Linked DNA regions of Macaca mulatta: regions 2 and 3 are each linked to region 1. Evidence: chromatin contacts called from public Hi-C data. All regions are on one chromosome and are shown on one strand. The core of a region is the stretch at or near the end of the contact, and the rest is flanking DNA. Distances in the headings are between cores, read along the strand shown.

Region 1 (3,557 bases), core at 456-2,955:
ACATTTCAAACTTAATAAAATTCTGTAGTGTTTTAAAAAAAAATCAAGATCACATTTTTTAGAAATCTAAGGTCTACTGAATATTTGCATATGTCAATATCATATATGCCTTTTTTAAAGCAACAGTAAGATAGATTAGTATGCTTATTGTTATAGTTTAGTCCCTAATGAACTTTGTAACATCAAAATATATATCTTCTCTACATATTAAGTAATAAATCACAGGATTATATTTAATTCAAAGGGTACCTTCCTATAAAAATCAAGGAGCTCGATAACTAAGTGCTGACAGATTAAGAATGCCAGACTGAATTTCCTGGATGATTTTCTTTATCCACTTAATTCAAAGTCGTTTTTTAAAAAACAGAGTTATTATACTGCAAGCTTACAATAAATAAAGTCTGAAAATGGGCAGAGATCTTTTCATCTCATTTGTCTAAGAGACTGCCATTTAATCAAACTAAAGATATGCAGGTACTTTCAGTAAAAATCTGTTCCTGTGACTGGGCTCATCTCCAACTACTTATTTATAAAATATTAGAGAACTGGAATAAAAACACTAAATAAAACCTTGATCTGACCCTTCCAGAAGTCCATATAGAAAAGAAGTTTAATATATTGTGTATTCTGCAATCAGATAGTTTTCTTTTTTTAGGAACGAAATTAAATTACATCCTTTGCTCCTAAAGAGGATTTTATGGGTTTTCCTTGATCCCTACACACTAACACAACAATGCAGCCAACATTTTTATACCCAGAGTGGGGAGAGGGACATTACACACGGCGATACGAATTAAATCGCAGTAGCTAATGCCTCCCATAAATAATTTATTCTCTCTTGGCAGCAAAAAACCTTACAGCCTCTTCAATTACCCCTCACCGCAAACCATCGCCTGGGTTGCGATCAATGTGACCCAGTTCCTATCGCCACAGCCACCTCCGTCTCGCCTCCTCCCGCCGGGTCCGCGAATGTCATGGGAGGGGGCGGCAGCCGCAGGGGCGTCCCCTGGTCGTCACCCCGCCAGCCGGCGGCGCGCGGGGCAGGCCTGGGACTCACCGGGTGGAGGTGCCCTTCCGCACATCGCACATCATGCACTTGAAGGCCTCGGCGCTGTTCCGGAAGGTGCAGACGCTACAGTCCCAGTAACCCTCATCCGAGGACGGCTTCGGCTGCCGCTTCGGCCTGCAGGACACAACCCGGACACGACGCGGCGCGGGGTCACCAGCAGGCCGCGCCCGGCGCCCGGGCCCCGCGGCCGCCCCCGCCCCGCCCCCCGCCCCAATTCCGCGACCCCCGCCCGGCGGGCCCCCGGCGGGCCCTCGGCGCGCCGCGCTCCGGCTCCAAGGGGGAAGGAAGTCAGGAAGAGGCAGGGCGCGAGCCCGGCCGCACTCGCCGCCGCCACAGCCGCTCTGACACCCGGGCTGCCGCTCCGGTAGCCGCCGCCATCGCGGCTCCATTGTGGGGCGGCCGGCGCCGGCCCCCTCACGCGGCAGCACTCGCACACCAGCGGCGCCGCCCCCGTGCTCGCCCCGGTGCCCGGGCGGCGAGCGAGGCAGCCACCCGAAGCCCTGCACCAGGGCCCTGCCGCCCGCACAGTCCGGGCCCCGGGGCCCGGGCGCTGTTACCTGGTGGGGCTCTTCTTGTCTCCCATGGCTTGGCTATCAACGCACGCTGAGAGTCGCCGCCGCGGCCGCTCTGTTTGTCAATAAGGAGGATAATAAGCCGGGCGGAAGCGGGCGGGGGAGGAGGGAGGAAGGGGGCGGGGAAGGCCGCACCGCCGCGCTCCGGAGCCGCCGCCGGATCCCACGCAGCCTCCAGCTGTCGGGGAAACTCCTGCCTGGGCGCACGTGACCCGCGCCCGCCAACCAGCAGCCGCGCCGGAGACTTCAAACGCGGCCAGCGCGGCCCAGCACCCGCGGCGAGTTAGCCGGCGGGCGGTGCGGAGGTGGACGCCTCGGCCTCGGGAGCCGGCGCCGCCTCTCCGCACTGTTGCCCTGTCGCCTTCTCGGTACCCACGGCTGCCAGGGACTGCCGCGCGCTCCAGAGCCCCTCTGAGGAGGAAAATATCTGTCCCACCGACTGGCTTGGGATGCTCAGTCATCCCGTGCGAAGCCTGGTCCAAGGTCTGGCATTCGGAGGCCTGTCCAGGTCTGGACAGAAGTGCCAGCCCGGGGTCTCCAGGTAGAACGACTTTCCTGGCCGCCGTCCTTAGCTACTCAGTCCCCGCCTGCAGGACACCACGGGGAAGGCGGGAACCAACACGCAGCGCCATTGCTAGATGCCTTAAAGCGCTACACAGATGCTCAAACAAGTAGGGCTTGTCACCCCTAACTTATAGGAATCGAAATCAAGACTCAAGAGAGGTTAGGTGACTTCCTCTGGGCTACATAATTAGAAAATGACAAAGCCAGGAGTCTAACTCTGCTCTAATTCCAAAGGCGCCCTTTTGGCCTCTCAGGCCTCTGCAGTAGCTGCTTTTGAAAGAAACCCAATACATACTCATAAGGCCTTTTTAAATATAAGGAGTTTGCATGTCCCCTCAACGCTGTCTGCTAACAAAAGAACACCTTCCCAGGTCTCTTTACCTCAATATACTAAATAAAGGTCCTCATACTCCAGACTCCAGCAACAGCCATCAAACTGGTCTCCGAAGCTCCACTTCCACCTCCCCAATCGATTCAGTAGTCCACAACCAGATGAATAATAAAATGCTGTTAATATTATGCCACCACTCTGATCAAGAACCACTAACGACTCCCACACTCCTTAGCCTGGCATTTAAAGGCTTCACACATTTTCCCTACCTCTGCATCCCTCTCCCATGAGAAAAGCTGTCTCCTGACAATGCACATGGGTTACTTCTGCATAAACTAGATCCCTCTTTAACAGTGCTGTTTCTGTCCATCTTTCTAGGTTTACATCAATTCCGAATTCATGTAAAATGATAATTTCATAGCTAAACTACAAAGGAAATGGTACAGTCAGAAGTCCAGGGTTCTCAGCCTGCTTCCCCTGTTTCTTAGCTGATAGATCTTGGAAGTATTGCTTAATTTCTGTAATTCTCAACGTTTTCATCTTCTGAATGGCATCTATATGAGATTGTTGTGCGATTAATAATAAAATAATATTTTTTGGCCGGGCGCGGTGGCTCACGTGTGTAATCCCAGCACTTTGGGAGGTGGAGGCGGGCGGATCACCTGAGGTCAGGAGTTCAAGACCAGCCTGGCCAACTTGGTGAAACCCCATCTCTACTAAAAAATATACAAAAATTAGCCTGGCGTGGTGGCGGGTGCCTGTAATCTCAACTACTCGGGAGGCTGAGGCAGAGAGAATTGCTTGAACCCGGGAGTCGGAGGGTGCAGTGAGCCGAGATCGTGCCACTGCACTCCAGCCTGGGCGACAGAGCGAGACTCCGCCTCTAAATAAATAAATAAATAATTTTTTTTAGCACTATGTGCCAGGCACTTTGTAAATCCCTGTACGTAGATTCATATTTTAAAGGACTCAAAGTGCTATGCACATGGCCTCATTGACTGCAGATGCTCTTCGATTTAGA
Region 2 (3,557 bases), core at 755-3,254, 93 kb before region 1:
TCCAACTTTTCCACCTTGTTCCTCTGCCCAAATGGTTTCTTATGCACACAAATGTGGTGACATGTTGTTCTTCATCACATTTTTACAAAGACAGATAGATACACCTTTAGTTCTAACTTAGATGTACACCTCGTTTAAAATAGAGTCATGCTACTCAAAAGACCTAAAAAAGTACAGCATTTCAGCTGACTCAATCCTGACACATAAAACTTAACATTTAAGTAATGATTCTATTGGATGTTTATTGAAACTGAGGCTCTTATTTTCAAAAATTTCAAATAATTTTATTAAAGTTAACTTTAGGTCAAGTAAACAAAATTTGTAAATTTTTGTCACAAAATAAAATATCTAAGACCAAGGCACTAAAAATGCAATGCTAGCATCAGTCTAACTTCATTAAATATTTAATTAAAATGTTGCCTCCTTACAATTTTGCCCAATATAATCCATTTTCCATAATTGCAAATGCTTCACAATAACGTACTAGGCCATAAACAGTTTAGCTTCAACCTGTCATTTTTCACGAGCTCATTCAAGTTTTCAGTGAATGCTTTCTCCCAAGACAGACAACTGAGGGTCCTGATGTAGGAATTACCCTGACTGTAATCAAATTGCAGGGTAAAAACACGACAAGTCCGCTTTCCACGCTGCTACTCTGCCCAAACTTCCCCTTTTCATTCTGGGAATGACCATCGACTCTCAAAATGATGTTAAACAGCCCACAGCTGACCTACACTCCCTCTCCAGACAAATCCTATACTTTTCTGTATCAAAGCAGCATTTGCCAAGTCTTGGTAGGGAGCACTTCAGTCGTTGCCAGAGAGGTGCCCATACATAAGGTGGAAGTGTCCATGTTGCAAGGCAGTGTAAACGCTCAGATTTCAAGCATTCATAATGCGTTGACAGAAACATTTTTTTTTCTATTTAAATCTCGTGTCGATTCCTACTCTGGCAGTGATTTGTGCAAAGCCACCTAGGTCATTACGTCGCTTTTTAAATACCGATTTGTCAAGAAAGATAGTGTTTCCAAAAGAAAATTTCACAACCCGCACAAATGCCATTTCCAAATTTAACCGTGGCTAATGCTTAAAAGTGTAAGCGTTAACACAGCAAAATCAGCATGAGAGACAAAACACACACACATACACGCACAATCCTTCAACACTGAACTAGGGCGCCAGCCTCATGTTTAAATATCTCAACTTGAACTCCACTGAAACAAGAAGGAATTCTCACTAGCCAGGCAGCAGCAAGGCTTTTGTGAACACTTCTTATTTTCAAAGAATCCTTTTTTTAAAAAACTGAAAATTAATTTCTAACTGCTTTAAAGGGCGCATGACTGGGTCAAAAGACAAACACAAAAAGTGTGGGACACTCTCAGGCGGGAGCAGCGCTGGTTTAGTCCCGGCCGGAGGGGAAGGAGGGAAATCAGTGAGGGGTCAGAAACCGCAGGAAAGACGCGGGAGGCGCGGCGCCGACCCGCGAGCAGCCCGGGCCAGGCCGAGCCCGCGCCCTGCGCCCGCCGCGTCCCCCACCGGGAACTGCCCGTACCTGCCCGACCCGCCGGGATGCGCTGCGGGGCCCGCGCCGCCCGTGCCTCTCACGGCGCCGCGTCCGCCGCCCGCGAGCCAGGAAGCCACCGCGGCCTGCGGCTTCCCGCCACCGCCACCCGCTCCTTCTTCCAGGGAAACGGCGAGCTGACTGAAAGCGTAAAGAAGCGAGCAGAAGCCGCAGGCCAAACACAGCACGACGACGCGCAGGTAGCGCCGCATCGCCCCGGCCGCGATCCTCAGTCTCCGCCGCCGCCGCGCCCGCCCGGGCGAACTGGAGCTGAGGGAGCGGCACCGCGCAGCTGCGGGCGCAACAAGTTCCTCCCCCGCCGCCGCCGCCGCGGCCGCCGCCTTGCACCCGCTCCCTTCCTTCCCTCCCCGCCCACCACCTAGGCGAGCGCAGCCGCGGCGCCAGAGCCGGCTGACAACCCGCCCGGAAGCCCGGACGCCGCCTCTGCCGCCGTGCGCCCATGGGTCAGCCGCAGCGACGCAGCCCCGCCTCTCCCCCGGGCGGGAGGGCTGGACGCGCCGGCGCAGATCGCGTGGGAGGGACGCAGGGCTGGCGCGCCTGGGGCGGAGTGGGCGCGCGGAACGCGGCGCGCTTGCGGGGAAGAGTGAGCGCAGGCTGACGCGCAGGTGACTTGGAGCCCAGTGGGTCTCGACCGCCGAGAGAGGTGGAGCGAAAGCCTCGGCTCTGGAGGCAGTTGACCTAAATTCTAATTATGGTCCTTCCACATGGTGGTTTGTGACACTGGGTAACCTAAATTCTCTGAGCATGTTTCTTCGTCCCTAAAATGGAGCTACTATCCTCATCGTGGGGTGGTTGTAAAGATTAAACTGTTTAACGCACGAAAACCGCCTAGCACTTAGAAGGCACTTGACTAGGCCACTTTCCTCTCCATCCTCCCCCAGCCTGTAAGTTTCTGTGATACTAGAATGTGCACGAGCCATTTTCACTCAGATAAGCTCATTGCTTCGTGTGTTTGGTATGCGGACCTTGCCTGCCAGCAGACAGTTCCTGTACTGCAGGGCTCTTCCCTTTGACCTTTTTGACCTCCCTCACAACTCATTATTTGCATGTGCAAAACAATTAGTATTCTCCCCACAGAGCTTCTCCTTTCTTCCCCAGTTCTTCTCCCTCTTCTTCAGCTGTTTCCACTACGTTCATTCATTGACCATTTATAAAGCATCACTTGGGCCAAGCGCTGTGTGAGTACCTAGGGGTATAAAGAAGCCTAACTGGAGCGTGGGTGGGACAGCGGATACTTGTAAATAAGCGCAACACAATGATACAGACTTAAGATCCAGGCCTGTAAGGGACACACACAAAGGAACAATCAGTTCTGTCTGCGAGTGTGGTCAAGAGAGACTTCATAGCAAAGGTGCCGCTAGAGTCTTGAGTCGGTTAAGGGAAGTAATTCCAGGCTGAAGGATCAATAAACAGGCTCCTGTGTAGGGAACCGTGAGAAGTTTGATACCACCAGCTAAGTGAATGCAAGAGAGGATATGACGAGCGATAAGAGCGTAGAAGTGGCCAGATATTTGAATGCTTTGTTTAGCACACCTAGGAGTTTGAATTTAATCTGCAAGACACTAGTGAACCATTGAAGGGTTTTTAAATAGGGAAGTAACATGATCACATTTGCATTTTAGAGAGCAGACTCTGGCTGTAGTGTGGAGGCTGAAACAGCTAGAGGAGAGATTGGAAGCAGAAAGCAGCACCAGTGCCAAAAAGTGAGGGAAGGGAGGCTTCAAAATACACACACACACACAAACACACATTCATAGGGAAAAATCATGCGTTTAACTGCTGAAATTGCATCTGGGGAGTTGACAAGTTTCACCATGAAATACAAGGTGGGGAAATGCTCAATATAGTAGCAGTTTCCATTTGGATCCTTGGCTCCCTATACCAAAAAAGTAGTGGTTCTGTGACCATGAGAAAGTCACTGAACAAATTTAAGGTTCAACTTCCTCCCCTTCTTACTTTACCTGATAAAAAATGAA
Region 3 (3,557 bases), core at 578-3,077, 96 kb after region 1:
CACCATGCCCGGCTAATTTTGTATTTTTAGTAGAGACAGGGTTTCACCATGTTGGTCAGGCTGGTCTTGAACTCCTGACCTCAAGTGATCCACCTGTCTCAGCGTCCCAAAGTGGCCTAAACCAGGTATTCTTAATTCCAAATAAAACAATCAGACCAGTCCTAGGTATTATTTTGAAAAAACAACAACAAAAAACAAAAAACAAAAATCAATACAGTATTAACAATCACCGATTTAACTATGCCAGATTTGTACACCTTCCTTACAAGTTAGGAACTCCAGCAGGCTGAATTAAGGAATTCCTTTTTCCCAGTCACCACTCAAGAAAAATTCTTTTTTGGTTCTTCTTCTTTCAAGTATTCTTTACATCAACACTTTCAGTGCCAGACTGTATGGGTATGGAGATGGGTTTTAAATAGATGAAGGAAAAACCCTAAGGCTACTCCTAACTTCCACTCAGACTATGAGCAAAAAATGCTTTAATGCATATGTATTGTATATGGACAATACCTACACCTTGCTCACCCAGATCAGAAAGAGCATGGGGACTCAGAAAGAACCTTAGTCACTGATTTTTGCTAATACACAGTCATGCTACGCTTAACGAAGGAGGTATGTTCTGAGTGTGTTACGTGATTTCATAGCGCAAACATCATAGGGTGTACTGAGACAAACTTAGATGGTCTAGCCTATTGCTCTTAGGCTGCAACCTGTATAGCATGTTAATGTAGTGAATAATGTAGACAATTGAAACACAATGGTAAATATTTACGTAGCTAAAGACAGAAAAGGTGCACTAAAAACATGGTACAATGTATTATACTCTTAGGAGACCACTGTGGTATATGTGGTTTGTTGTTAACCAAAAAGTTGTTATGCTGTGCATGCCTGTACTATGGCTGGGTACCTTTTTTGTTTGTCTTAATTTTTTTTTCTCTGGAGTGGTGTGTAAAGAGGAAAATTTTCTTTTCCCCATTTAGTATGATATTAAGGAGGAAATTTAAGCTTTACGCATTGACAATATAAACTTCTTTCGAAATGTTAACTTTGCTTATTGCCAAATTATGAAATGATACATTATATAAATAGGCTTGGTGCCTGGAAGAGACGGACTTGTATGTATGTGTGTATATGTATATAAAATTTACAAATGTAATCAGTAATTAATTTTCACACCTTATCTTACAAAGTCAGCAAATTACTGTGAGAATATCAGACTCAACCAAATTCAAATTTCTGATTTAAAAAGAGCGTGTGGTGTGTATTTGAGATGGGGGACGAACCATCACAAATGGAAAAGTACTGACTCTAAGGCATGCCAATTCGTGAAGGAATGAGAAAACTGCCTCATGTTTGGTGTTTTGGGGGAATTATTTAGAAAACTTCAGGAACTCAACATAGATAGGTCGCTTTTTAAAAGTTTCTCATTTGAAACTATGCCTTAGACGTTCTGCTGAGAGCCGCGAAGGCAGGTAGACGTTAAGGTCCTGGAATAAAAAGGGTGGCAGGAGAGAGGGGCAGAGCATTTTGGCAGCCGAGTCTGGGGAGGGGGTCCCGCAGAAAAGAAGGCCGCAGCTGAGGAGGCGTTTACCTTCACGTGGGGTGGGCCTGGGAGACCAGAAGAGTGCGAGCCCTCAGCTCAGCTGGGGCTCAACCCCGACTCTTCGTAGCCGCTCGCAGCGGCCTTGGCATCACGAGTCCTGGGAGGGGTCAGGCGCGGGGACCAGATGGTAGCAGCCACGGTGCCTCTTCCCGGTTGTTTCAGATCCGGGCCCCGAAGGCGGGCCCAGAGGCGAGCGCTTCGCTGACGTCAATGCGCGCGCCGGAAGTGCCTACTGGGATAACGGCGGCGAGCGGACGACTACGTTTACGGGGTGTCTCGGAGGGCCAGAGTCGGTGAGCGACTTTTACCTTTCCCAGAGATGGATGCAGAGCGAGTGCGGGCTGCTAAACGCTGGGGGTTTAGCGGGGGCAGGCGGGAGTTTTCTGTGTCGGGTCCTGGATTCCCCTGCCTTTGAATTGTGCAGCAATTCTGCCCATGCGGTTGAGGGTGGAGAGACGCAGTGGAGTTTGGAATAAAGGGAAGTATTGAGTCTTAAGATACGGGTTCGCCTCTCTGTAGCGCCTTAATATGCAAAAAGAAGACTGAGCTAGGTAACTTCAGTAACCCGAGAGCAGTCAGGAAGTTCGTAATTGTACTGAAGGTGTTCGCCGTACCCAGCTATTAGGCACTTTGGGAACTACAAAATAAACGGACCTTTTTTTTTGGTTTGTTTTGTTTTCTGGTGGAGATCTCAGTCTAGTTGGGGAGACAAGGACAACTTGGGGAGAGTTAGATTCACAGAATGACTCATCTTTAGCGTGGGTATGGACAAATGTTGAACTTCTTGGCACCTTTTCTCTTCCTGTAAATCTATAATGGCTACGCACTGCTTTTTCTGTAAGAGGCCATAACGTGCCCATCATTCCTACAGAAAAATCAGAACATAATGCAAGGTAGTTTATACTTCTGCCCACCAGCACATACAGACCAGGCCTCTAACCACTCCCTGGGAGCCTGCGTTCTAGCAGCCTGGAACCCAGAGCCTCGCCTGGAGCCTGCACAATCTATCCAGAGTGAAGCCGATGTCTTCTAGAGGGACGGAAGTGCAATCCATCCAGGGCGCAGCTGAATTTTGAGAGGCCTGAATACCTCCGTGGCCGCCAGGGGACCGCTGGGACTAAGTCTCTTGGCAAACTTGTGGCCGGCCAAACCTACTATGCATTACATCCCTGTTATCCTTGGTTACCGCACAAGATGTAAGCCTCTTTGGTCTTCTGTGCTATAGTCTCATTTCCATGCTGCTTTGTGCTTCCTTTCGACTTAGGCTATCACTACTTCTTCGTTTCTTCCCCATTTAACCCCTCAACACCCCCATCTGTGCTTTCTGAAACATCTATTTCCTGCTTAAACTATTTTACGTATTCAACTTCTTTAGTGAAATTCTCTTTCATCTCCTAACCTTTACTATTGATAACACGTAGCTTTTCCTGCCAGCCATTTCAGTTGAGCCCTTTCTCTGACCCTGCATTTAAAATTTGGGCATGGCTGTAGCCATGTTGAACTGATTTCAATTCCTTAAAATACTGTCTTCCCTCAGTATCTTCACAAAGGCTCTTTTGTCTCTCTGGGACATTTGAGCTCCCTGTTCCCTCTTGCCTTTTTCTGGATAACTTCTACTAAAGATCTGAGTTTAGCTGTCACTTTACTTGAGGGGTATTCCCTAACTTCCATAGAGTTAGGTATTTTTGCTGTGTACTCTTAGCTGCCCTGCACTTCCCTTACGGCATTTATCACACGTATCCTAATTGCTTGTTTCTTTACCATCCCTACTAAGCGAGGCTATCGGTGAGGGACTGTGTTTGTCTTGTTGGTCTTTGTTACTCTAGTAGCTAATACTGTTCTTGGCACATAAGACAGTCAGGTATTTCTTGAATGATTGCAGGTGCTGAAGGTATGGTCTCAGAGATCAGACAGTTAACGTTAATGAATACTTCACCCATAAAAGGGGTCACCT

The links. Hi-C and Micro-C count contacts between places; a contact is called where the count stands out from the background.
Region 2: a contact with region 1 is called in a Hi-C map of fetal cortex germinal zone, with 2.4 times the contacts expected there. The contact joins the promoter of GXYLT1 here to the promoter of YAF2 in region 1. A contact is called at or near these places in 4 of 14 Hi-C or Micro-C datasets (cortical neurons, fetal cortex germinal zone, fetal cortical plate and 1 more).
Region 3: a Hi-C map of fetal cortex germinal zone shows a contact between it and region 1, with 2.1 times the contacts expected there. The contact joins the promoter of PPHLN1 here to the promoter of YAF2 in region 1. A contact is called at or near these places in 4 of 14 Hi-C or Micro-C datasets (cortical neurons, fetal cortex germinal zone, fetal cortical plate and 1 more).

What each region holds. Positions count from the first base shown.
Region 1 is chr11:49,173,127-49,176,683 of T2T-MMU8v2.0, forward strand. It overlaps YAF2 (YY1 associated factor 2), which reads right to left and starts at 1,706. Exons shown (of 4, transcript NM_001266167.1): 1 at 1,627-1,706; 2 at 1,058-1,183. The coding sequence starts at 1,652.
Region 2 is chr11:49,080,238-49,083,794 of T2T-MMU8v2.0, forward strand. GXYLT1 (glucoside xylosyltransferase 1) reads right to left here and starts at 2,005. Exons shown (of 8, transcript NM_001193857.2): 1 at 1,552-2,005. The coding sequence starts at 1,772.
Region 3 is chr11:49,268,580-49,272,136 of T2T-MMU8v2.0, forward strand. PPHLN1 (periphilin 1) reads left to right here and starts at 1,828. Exons shown (of 13, transcript XM_077953921.1): 1 at 1,828-1,896. It overlaps ZCRB1 (zinc finger CCHC-type and RNA binding motif containing 1), which reads right to left and starts at 1,740. Exons shown (of 8, transcript NM_001195521.1): 1 at 1,592-1,740.